2 separate regions of the Triticum aestivum genome follow, and region 1 is linked to region 2. The links are chromatin contacts, called in public Hi-C maps. All regions are on one chromosome and are shown on one strand. The core of a region is the stretch at or near the end of the contact, and the rest is flanking DNA. Distances in the headings are between cores, read along the strand shown. Region 1 holds the start of LOC123136737 (protein ABHD18). Region 2 holds the start of LOC123136736.

Evidence for each region. A called contact is a pair of places that touch in the nucleus more often than the background predicts.
Region 1: a contact with region 2 is called in a Hi-C map of leaf, with 5 times the contacts expected there. The contact joins the promoter of LOC123136737 here to the promoter of LOC123136736 in region 2. A contact is called at or near these places in 2 of 5 Hi-C or Micro-C datasets (both in leaf).

What each region holds. Positions count from the first base shown.
Region 1 is chr6B:233,720,408-233,725,736 of IWGSC CS RefSeq v2.1, forward strand. LOC123136737 (protein ABHD18) reads left to right here and starts at 3,451. Exons shown (of 6, transcript XM_044556224.1): 1 at 3,451-3,642; 2 at 4,397-4,845. The coding sequence starts at 4,470.
Region 2 is chr6B:233,362,422-233,367,836 of IWGSC CS RefSeq v2.1, forward strand. It overlaps LOC123136736, which reads right to left and starts at 1,385. Exons shown (of 12, transcript XM_044556219.1): 1 at 317-1,385; 2 at 16-218. The coding sequence starts at 890.

The DNA.
Region 1 (5,329 bases), core at 2,201-4,700, 360 kb after region 2:
GCTTATTGACCAGCGCGATGTCCGCATCCGCAACGTCGAGTTGCCGCTTTAGTTCGGCAACTCCATCAGTCCGGCTGGCCACCGGACTATCCGCCACCTGCATAGGAAAGGCGAAAATCAATACCTGCGATTTTGATCCTCGGCACGCTGTCGCTCTCGACAACCTACCGAGTCTCAGGGGCTACTATCTATATAGGGCGCACTTTATGTGTAAAACTGTCAAAAGGTATGTTATTTTTACATACCTCAAACCCCGCCAGCAAGCTTTTGACGGCATCATGCAACCCGCCTTCGGCGAACAAAATTCTTCCAATCACCGTACTCATCAATGTACGGTGACCTTCTGAGATAGACGCCCTCTCAAGCAAATCCTTCAGCTCCCCCGGCCGCACACCAGTTGGTGCAGAACTCTCCGGCCCTGCCGGACTCGGGGATACCCTCCGTGATGACACCTCAGGTTCGTCCGCCCTATCCGATGGTGCGGCAGATGGAGGCGTCTCGCTCTCCATCATCTCCGAACGAAGGTCCCCCGAAGACGAGCTCATCTGAGAAGGACGGAGATCCGAACTACAAGGTAAAAACTTCAGTTATCCTCAGAAGCAAAAATAGGGATGTCTCTTATTACAGAACCCCCCTTTTTTCTACTTACGGCTCGCTGGAGGGCTGATTCCTTAGGGGAGATAATGCGGCCGGGGCCTCCCCGGACGCAGGACCCTCTGGTGAAGATCTCTTCCCCCGCTTCGAGGCCTTGGCCTCCGGGTTTTCGGAAGCAGTCCTCTTCTCCCCTTGGAAGGAGGGATTCTCGATTCCCCCTTTCTCAAAAGCCTCCTTGGTAGAGGCGGTAGTGTCCCTGTTCTCCCCTTCGCCTTCCTCTGAAGGCACAACCTTCAGCATTCTGACCAGCACGGGATCCGGCGCGGTCTCCGGGAGGGGGGCCGGACACCGTATCAGTTTCGCTTGCGCTATCCACTCCTATTCAAGAGACGATGGGTTAAAAGGCAAATTCAAGAAGGCGCAAACAAACGGTGTGTCCGGACGAAGGGCCACTTACCTGAGCATCCGGGCGTGATTGCAGCTTAGGCCGGAATCCTCGGTCAATTCCGGACACATATCTTGTGATCCGAAGAACAATTTATACATCTCCACGGGTGTTGTACCCATGAAGTGTTGGAGAGCTCATGGCCCCTCTAGATTGAATTCCCATAGGCGGAGGGGGCGACGCTTGCAGGGCAGAAGACGCCGAATCAGCATAACCTGCATCACCATGACCAGATTGATCTCCCTCTTTTGGAGGTCTCGAATCCGGCCCTGCAATAGGGGTACATCCTTTGACGGCCCCCAGTTGAGCCCTTGGTTGACCCACGACATCAGTCGCTGTGGAGGGCCCGAGCGAAAGATGGGCATCAGCTTCTGCTTGCTGCCCCTAGGAGCGGTAATATAGAACCACTCCTGTTGCCACAAGCCGAGCTCCTCCTGGAAGGAGCCCTTGGGCCATGGAGCATCGGCCCTTCTCCTTACAACCGCCCCGCCGCACTCAGCTTGACGCCCATCGATCATCTTCGGCTCCACGTTGAAGGTCTTGAGCCACAAACCGAAGTGGGGAGTAGTGCGGAGGAAGGCTTCGCAGACGACGATGAATGATGAGATGTGGAGGATAGACTCCGGAGTCAGGTCATGGAATTCCAGCCCATAGTAAAACATGAGCCCTCTCACAAAAGGATCCGTCGGGAAGTCTAAACCCCGACGGAGGTGGGACACGAACACGACGCTCTCGCCGGGCTCGGGAGTAGGAATTACTTGCCCTTTGGCGGGCAACCTATGCGAAATCTCGCAGGTCAGGTACCTGGCTTCTCGCAGCTTTAGCACGTCCTCCTCCGTGACGGAGGAGGGCATCCACCGGCCCTAAAGGTCGGAGCCGGACATTGTTGAAGGTCCGAAGCGCTCGAATCTAGGGCTCTGGGTGTTGGAACTCGGGGCGAGGGGTAGATTCGATTGAGGATTGAAGAAAAGAAACGAGCCTTGGTCTCATTATAAAGAGGGAGAATACCAAGAGCCGTCCCCGTGACCGTTTGGGACTCACCTTCGATAGAGGAGGCGTGGCAACGAGCACGGTTGGGTTACCCACGTCCGTATTGATGGGAATCCCGGAATAAGGGGAACACGATCTCTGCTTCGACAAGATGTGCCAAGGAAACCGCTTCGCTAAACGCGCTGAGGTGGTATAATAAAAAACGATTCAAGTAAAGGCTTGGTGGTGGTGTGACGTCATGCCACAAAATACGTCAGTAGATTGAACTTGTGTACATATTATTCTCTCTACGGTGGAATGTGGAATCTATTTTGCAGAGCCGGACACTATCCTGGTGTTCGCAATCTTCTATAAATTATTCGGAGGAGGAACCCGCCTTGCAATGCCGAACAATATGCGCGCCGGACTCATCGTCATTGAAGCCTGGTTTAGTGGCTACTGAGGGAGTCCTGGACTAGGGGGTGTCCGGATAGCCGGACTATCATCATCGGCCGGACTCCAAGACTATGAAGATACAAGATTGAAGACTTCGTCCCGTGTCCGGATGGAACTTTCCTTGGTGTGGAAGGCAAGCTTGACGATACGGATATGTAGATCTCCTACCATTGTAACCGACTCTGTGTAACCCTAGCCCTCTCCGGTGTCTATATAAACCGGAGGGTTTTAGTCCGTAGGACAAACAACCATTACAACAATCATACCATAGGCTAGCTTCTAGGGTTTAGCCTCCTTGATCTCGTGGTAGATCCACTCTTGTACTACCCATATCATCAATATCAATCAAGCAGGAGTAGGGTTTTACCTCCATCGAGAGGGCCCGAACCTGGGTAACAACATCGTGTCCCTTGTCTCCTGTTACCATCCGCCTAGACGCACAGTTCGGGACCCCCTACCCGAGATCCGCCGGTTTTGACACCGACAACGGGCGATGAGGACATGGGATGAGCGGCACCACCGCTGTCCGGCCGCGGAGACCTGACCGAACAGAACTAGCGGAAGACATGGTGAAGTCGTCGTCGGGGGCGAGGACGATGGGCACGCGACGTCGATGACAGGATGGGGCGTGCGGCGAATAAGGATTTGAAGGGGGAGAATTGGGGATTATAGCTGGCCGTTTTTTTTTTTTGCAAATACGCCCTCCCGCAATAACATAAATCCTCTGCCCACCTACGTGGAGCTCGTGGAATGGTCAAATATGCGGCGTACGAGCAGTCTATGGTGCACAGTAACCATATTTTCACGTCACATCGTACACAGTGATCATATTGCGTGAGTTTCTGTGTACAGTGATCAAAATGACGGCGGGCGCAAGTTGAAGTACCGCTAATGAATTTTACTCAAAGAAAAAAACAAGAACTCGTGTTGTATGCGCACATCATCCGCTCCGCGTACCTTATCCGCCTCGATGTCCTGATCCAAAACCGCGTGCGGGTCCCCGCGGCCGTCGCCCACCGTGTACGATACCTTTCTCCCCGCTCGCGCGCGCCCGACAACGCAACCAAAAAGAACTCGTTCCAAATCTCCGGCCTCCGTCCCACAACCCACACCCGGCGAGAATCCCCACGCCAGCGATCCCCGCGCCGCCTTCCCCGCGGCGCCGCGGATCCAACGAGGTAATTCACGGCGCGTCACCGCGCGCGGGCCTCGCCTCCTCCTCCTCCTCCATCTGCCCCCCTTCCTCGCGACCGCTTCTCTCGCGGCCTCCACCTCTCTCTCTCTCTCTCCCCCTCCCGTGGATCTCGGTCCGGATTGTGCCGATCCCTCCCGCGCACGAGCGGCCCTCCCGTGGTCTCTTGGCGTCCCGCCGCCGTCGTCGCTGGCTCCCGTCCGCCACGGATTAGGCAGGTGCGCTGTCCGAACCGCCCGTCGTGCTTCTTAAGAGACTCGGCGTCTGCCTGGTCGGTTCGGGCATTGCGGCGTTGACAGCCAGCTGGATTCCTGGCTTGGATACTTATTAGATGTGACGCCGTAGAGCGCGCCTGGATTTGCCTGCATTGGGCGTTGTCAGGTGTCTGCCCTGTCGAAGGCCTCGAGTAATTATCTTACAGATCTGCCTCGATTAGGTCCGTTCCTTTGGCGGACATGCTGCTTTTAGTTGATTTGGGTTTGTGTAATGTGGTTGTGGTCCTTGAATCTCAATGTCTAATGGCATGATGCTGCATTGCTCTGGGGGATTCCTTCCATAGTTGTGTTTCTAGTGGGCTATGCATTGTATCCAAAAATTTAAACTAGTGGTCTTGCTTCATTTTATTCTTGCTTTCAGTTAATGCTGGAAACCATTCTCCTGCTTTAATTGTTAAGTTCCTGTTATGTCGTACTTCTCGGAATATGCTGACGTGGACAATTTTTTGAATTTTGTTGGTGCAGGCATTTGCCAGTGTTTGTGGTTGTAATTTGTGGTAAAGTCTGAGTAATCAACTTTAATCAGACATTCTTGAATATGGTATCAGTGAATGTTGGGTTAGTACATTATGTATTGGACCATATATATGGAACTCTCCTTCATCGCACGAAATTAGGAACACCATTTTTCTCAAAGGGATGGGGAGGTACCAAACTTGATTTGTTAGAGAGGATGGTGAAGCAGCTTTTCCCCGAAGCACCTTGCCAGAACTGGCCACCAACTGCTGTGCAGCCTAAATGGAAAACAGTTTGGGAGACAAAGAACTCTTGTCTTCGAGAGGGTGTTTTCCGGACAACATGTGATGAGAGACTCATTGATGCATTGCCTCCTGAGAGCCACAATGCAAGAGTCGCTTTTCTTACACCCAAGGATGTCTCACCAGAGAAGATGGCTTGCGTGGTCCATCTGGCAGGTACAAACTTTGTAACTCGATCTTACTCTATCATGGTGTGCCATTATCATCTAGTTAGATAAATCTTCTTCATCTTTGAATTAATGTTTGGCGGGATCTATAAACCGGTGTATATATTCCTATAGGCCTTTGACATTTAGATATTACTGGTTGAACGGATCAATGGTATTTTATGCCTATGTAGTTTGGTGACATTTAGCTTTGTAAAAAAAAAATATCCGGAAAACGTGAGAGCTTTGCGTGTTGATTCATTTAGCTTTGTCGCCTCATTTCAGACCAGAATCAGTAGGCTTCTAAAATGCAGCAATTCAACTTTCCATCTACTATTTGAATAAAATGGTGAGAGTTTTAGAATTTCTGGTTTCATAATGTAACGTGTTTTCCACTAACAAGCATGATTGTGTTGATGCTATGTTTTTCTTGAAAGTTCTCACTACGATTGTTTTCTTATTACCTGAGATGATCTCCAGTTCTCCCCCCTTTT
Region 2 (5,415 bases), core at 135-2,634:
AAACATTTTGTATACCTTGTGAATTGTGTAGTAAGGAGCCCAAACAGTAGTGAGGGCCTCAGCGCGGTCGAAGAACTCCGACGGGAAGGCCGACAGGTACCCTGTGCCCATCTTCTTCTGGCAGTCGTATAGCACGTCGACGACGGACGACATCTTGGCACGGAGGGTGTCATTGTGCGTACTCGCCCACATCTTGGCCGTGGCGCTCAGGTAGTGCCCTGCAATGCAAAGAACAGCGTCAGGCCAAAAGAAGTTCAGTTGAGATGAGCGACTGGCATGTGCGAATGAGCAGGGAAAGATTGTGGCGGCGGCGCACCGACGAAGTGTCCCCGGAGCTCGACGTTGGGCCCCTCCCACCCGCCGTAGGGCGTGCCGGTCGCCGTCAGGCCGGCCTGCGTGCGGAAGCTCCAGACGAGGCGGTCGGCGTCCAGGAGGAGCAGGTACTCCAGGTTGGTCTGCTGGGCCTGCCAGTACACGGTCCCCGGCTGGAGCCGCACGTCGTGCAGCGACGCCTCCGAGAGGAACGGACCCGCGGGGCCGTCCACGGCGGCGGCGCCGCCGCCCCGGAGCTTGCGATAGAGCATCAGCCAGTCGAACGCCTCGCGCGGCGGGGTGCTGCCGCCGCCGCCGCCTAGGAGCCTCCGCGGCATGAGCTCCATCCAGGCGGACTCGTCGGTCGGGGTGAGGTGCTGCTCGTGGTCGTGCCCGTGCCCGTGGCCACGGGCGGCGGGGCCGGCAGGCAGCCGCAGCTGCCCCGCCGCGCGCTCCGCGTGGGTCGCCACCGAATCCGACGACGGGAACGTGTTCGTGCAGACCTTCGCCGCGGCGGCGGTCAAGAGCACCGCCACGACCCCCAACGCCGCCACCGCTGCCGCCACGCCTCGCGCCATTCCCGTCCCCCCCTAAGAATTCACTCACCAGTCACTTCTTAGCCGTCAACGCTCGACTGCCACCGCCCGGCGCATAATATAGGGCAAGGAGAGCCTCCAAGAATCCCCAGACCTTCAATTATAGCCGGAGCAAGGCGAGAGGGTGAAGCAACAGGCTCGCAAGCGACGCGACGGCGACAACGCACTCCGAGAGCTCGGAGAGGATGGCGACCGGTGCGACCACAGAAGGTGGGCGGGTGGCGATCTCGGTCGGCGAAGAACAGGAAGGGGGATTCTTCTTTGGGAAAAATCGCGGCTCTTTTTTGGTTTGCTGCGGTGCGTGCGCGGGGACGGATCGGCGGGGAGGAGACGCAAGAAACGCGCGTCGAGGGGAGGCAGTCTTGCACCCAAAGGGCCGCAACCATGGACGGGAATGGACCGGGTGACGGACGGGACGGCAGCGTCGCTTGCTTACACGTCGGAGCGTTCGTTGGAAAACGATGTGATCTAGTACTAGCCAGTACCTCAGCGTCTGGATCAGCAACGGCGGCCGTTGGCGCGTCCATGTGTACCTCAGCAGCGTCGCGGATCGATGGCGGTACAAGACGGACGGACGGACGGACGCACGCCGCGCCAGGAATCATCATCTATTTCTGTTCTTGGATTTCCAGACTGAGCCCAGACCAGAGTGGCTCCAGCACACGGAAGGAGGAACACTCCACTGCAACTGCCGTTTACCATATTGGATGAGCATCTTTGTTGTGACCTCAGCTCGCCGGAACTAGCCAGTATGGTGGTTGCGCTTAGGATCGATCGACACACGATACAGCCGGGACGGCATCCGCACCGCGATTTCTGTTCTCGAATTTCCAACTCAGCAGGCATGAACCAAACTTAGGTTCGGAATAGACCTAAGGGCATTTCTAGCCCATCCCCGTAATTCAATTACCCGTCCTATCCCACCCTTCAATTCCCATTTTTGCACACAGGCTTCGTCTCAACATATATTGCCACAACCATGTTAATTCAAAACTTGAGAATTCAAGTACACACACTTCAAGTACATATCAAAATTTAAGGTTTTTAAACTTAACCATTGAGATTGAAACACAACATGCGGTCCAAATGAACTAACAATCCAACTAAAACATGGTAAAAACACTAGAATCAAGTGCTATGAAGTGCCAACGGTGCTCAACAAGATCTTCTTAAAGTTGCTTGTGAGCTTTTTGATCCTTCGGTGAGCTTAAAGGAATGCATGGGTACTATTTCGGCGACGTTTTGACTCCACCATGACACCATTGTAGAGGAACCGTAAGTTTTCCGGGTCATCCCTCTCGTCCTCGATGATCATGTTGTGCAAGATACCACATGTTGTCATGATCCGCCACATGCTATCAGCAATCAAGTTAGTGTCTCTCCTAGTGTTTGTGCAACACGAGTGTCGGTACAAAAGCCGGCAGACCTCAGGTAGGGGGTCCGCCACATGCTATCAGCAATCAAGCCAGTGTCTCTCCTAGGGCGTGTTTGGTTGCCCGCATCGAGCCCAACCAGGCCCGCGCGGGAAGGAAGAGGCATGTTTGCTTGCCTGGTTTCACTGTTGGCCCTGCATCGCACGCTTCTCAAAGCAGCCCACAGCCTGGCTCGCTGGAAACGCTTGGATCGACAGTTTCTCGCGAGTCAGGCTGAGTGCGGCGCGAGGTCGCATGGGCGCGTGCGAGGCGAGGGCGAGAGGGGATGGCGCGAGATGGAAATCTGGCCTCACCCCCTTTCACTCGCTCACCCATAGGCACTACCCCCCTTTCTTCCCTACTGCCTCACCGCCGTCGGCCGCTGCGATTTCAGATCTGCGCTAGAGGGGGCGGCGGCGGCGGAAGAGGCGGCGGAGTTTGCGGCGGATCTGGTACTCCCCTTGCTGTTGGCCACCGTCTAGTCGACCTTGTCTGTGCCATGGCCCCCCCTAAGACGTCCTCGTCTCCGATGCCGGTAAGCAGCACCCCCTCCCCCCTTTGTTAGGTCGGTGGTTAGGCCGTTAGGCTAGGTGTAGGATCGATTACGCACTGGACGAATTGTCGATATCGTCTAGGTTATGGACGCATGGATGAGGCTGATAATTCAGGCAGCAACACTGATTAGTGTGATTCAGGCATGGGTCATGTTCATGCACCAGAGAGTTGTCTGTCGTGCTAGGAGACCTTTGATCCGCTATGGTCCATTGTTTATCCGGGAACATGAGAGGATCCAAAATCTGAACTACATCTACAACTGCAATAACGTCGAGGCTCTGTGGATGCTTCAAATGAAAAGAGCACAATTTGCCAGGCTTGTCGAGACCTTCAGGAGCAGGGGGCTGCTACAAGATAACATCAACACCAGTGTGGAAGAGGAAGTGGCCATGTTTCTCCATGTTGTTAGCCATAACCAGAGGTTCATGGTAATTCACAACACGTTCAAGAGATCAATGGAGACCATCTCTAGGTACTTCAAAAAGGTGTTTTTTGCTATTGGGGAGAGGAGAGATGATCAAGAGACCATCTGGCCAGACTCCACCCAAGATTCGCAGAAGCCCAAGATGGTATCCATACTTTAAGGTGAGCATTGACAATATACACTTTTCATGACTTGATATGCTTGTAGGAGATTGTTCAAGTTGAGCACCAACACAGGCTTGTGATACCATTTTCAGGATTGCATTGGGGCAATAGATGGTACTCATGTCACTGCCAGAGTTCCTAGGTCACAGTCTGCAGCATACAGGGGGAGGAAGCACTACACAAGCCAGAATGTGCTTGCTGCTGTTGACTTTGATCTGAAGTTCACATATGTGCTGGCTGGCTGGGAGGGGTCAGCGCATGATGCTACATTCTCAGTGACAACATGAGTCGACCTGATGTGATCAACATCCCTGACGACAAGTTCTACCTTGAAGATGCTGGCTATGTATATCGGTCGAGTATTCTTCCACCCTTCAGGAAAACCAGGTACCATCTCAATGAGTTCTCTGGTAGGAACTATCCTAGGACTGCACATGAGCTGTTTAATCTCAGACACTCTAGGCTTAGAGTAACTGTTGAGTGGGCATTTGGAGCTCTGAAGAATAGGTTTAAGATCCTGGATCAGAAGCCATTCCACCCATACTCCACTCAGGTTAAGCTTGTTCTTACTTGTTGCATTCTGCATAAATGGATCCTCCAGTGGGGCTTTGATGAACACGTGCCTGAGGAGGAAGAGGTCGAGCCTGATGATGTTGTTAGCTCCGACCATGGTGTGGAGGCATTTGACAATGACGCTTGGAAGAACAAAAGGTTGGAGTGGGCAGAGGCAATGTGGCTTAACAGATGTAAGTGCAGGATTTGAAGAAGAGGAAGAAGAAGAAGAAGAAGAGGAAGAATAAGAATAAGAATAAGAAGCGACAGCAGCAGCAGAAGAAGAAGCAGAAGCAGAAGAAGAGGAAGAGGAAGAGGAAGATCTGGTAGCAGCAACACCGATGAACTATCCCCTATTTAGCCAATGGCTCTTAATAATTTGAACTGTCATTTGATAGTAGTTAGGATGAACTATCATTTGTTTAACTAGCTGGCACTATGTTCAGATTGTGTGTGGTAAGGTCATCACTAGTTAGAAGTGGTGACAACACCTTATGCAGGTTGCAACCAAACACCATGTCATATGTGCGCCTAATGCAATGCGGGCAACCAAACGCCGGGTCAAAAATGGTTGTCTCATGCAACTAGGTACATGCAGGCAACCAAACTATGTGCATCTGTTTTTTTTTGCTTGCATCCCCTCAAACCGGCTCACTAGAGCCATGCTTGCCAGGCCAGGCTCGATTGGCAATGTAACCAAGCACGCCCCTAGTGTTTGTGCAACACGAGTGTCGGTACAAAAAACCGGCAAACCTCGGGTAGGGGGTCCCGAGCTATGGATTTCAGATCTATGGGTAACAGGAATGAAGGAGACTGTATTTATCCAGGTTTAGGCCCTCTCAAAGAGGTAATACCCTACATGTTGCTTTGCTTGTATTGATGATGATGTATCGAGTACCCGCTGCCCAAGGAGGCAAGATCTCCTCATCTTGGGGCACTCTTGGTCGAGAAGTTGTACGTAGTTCCGGCCAAGGAGCTGAAGGGACCGAAGGGGAAGGGCAACCTGCGCATTCGAGATCCCTCAGAGGCTAGGTCTAAAGACACCCACGCCTCCTCTACCCACGAGGGGGCAAGGAGGAAGAGGAGGTGGAAGAGGGCGTGGAGGAGGAAGTGCCCTCTCCGAAGAGGAAAGGGGTGGCGTCCGAGGACGCCAAGGAGGAAGAGCACCCTCTGGTCCGCAGGAAACTGCGCAAGGCCTATGCCAACGGGTCGTGCCAACCCAGGTTACCCATTCTGACACCTCGGAGGACATCCTCACGCAGCCGCGCAGGATGAAGCCGGCGCCTCGGAGGTATTCTTGATAGAACGCCCTCAATTTCTGCATGAAACCAAGTTTTGATGCACGATATCTGACTTGTCCTTCTCTAGCCCGCAACATGTCATTATCGACGACGTGGTCG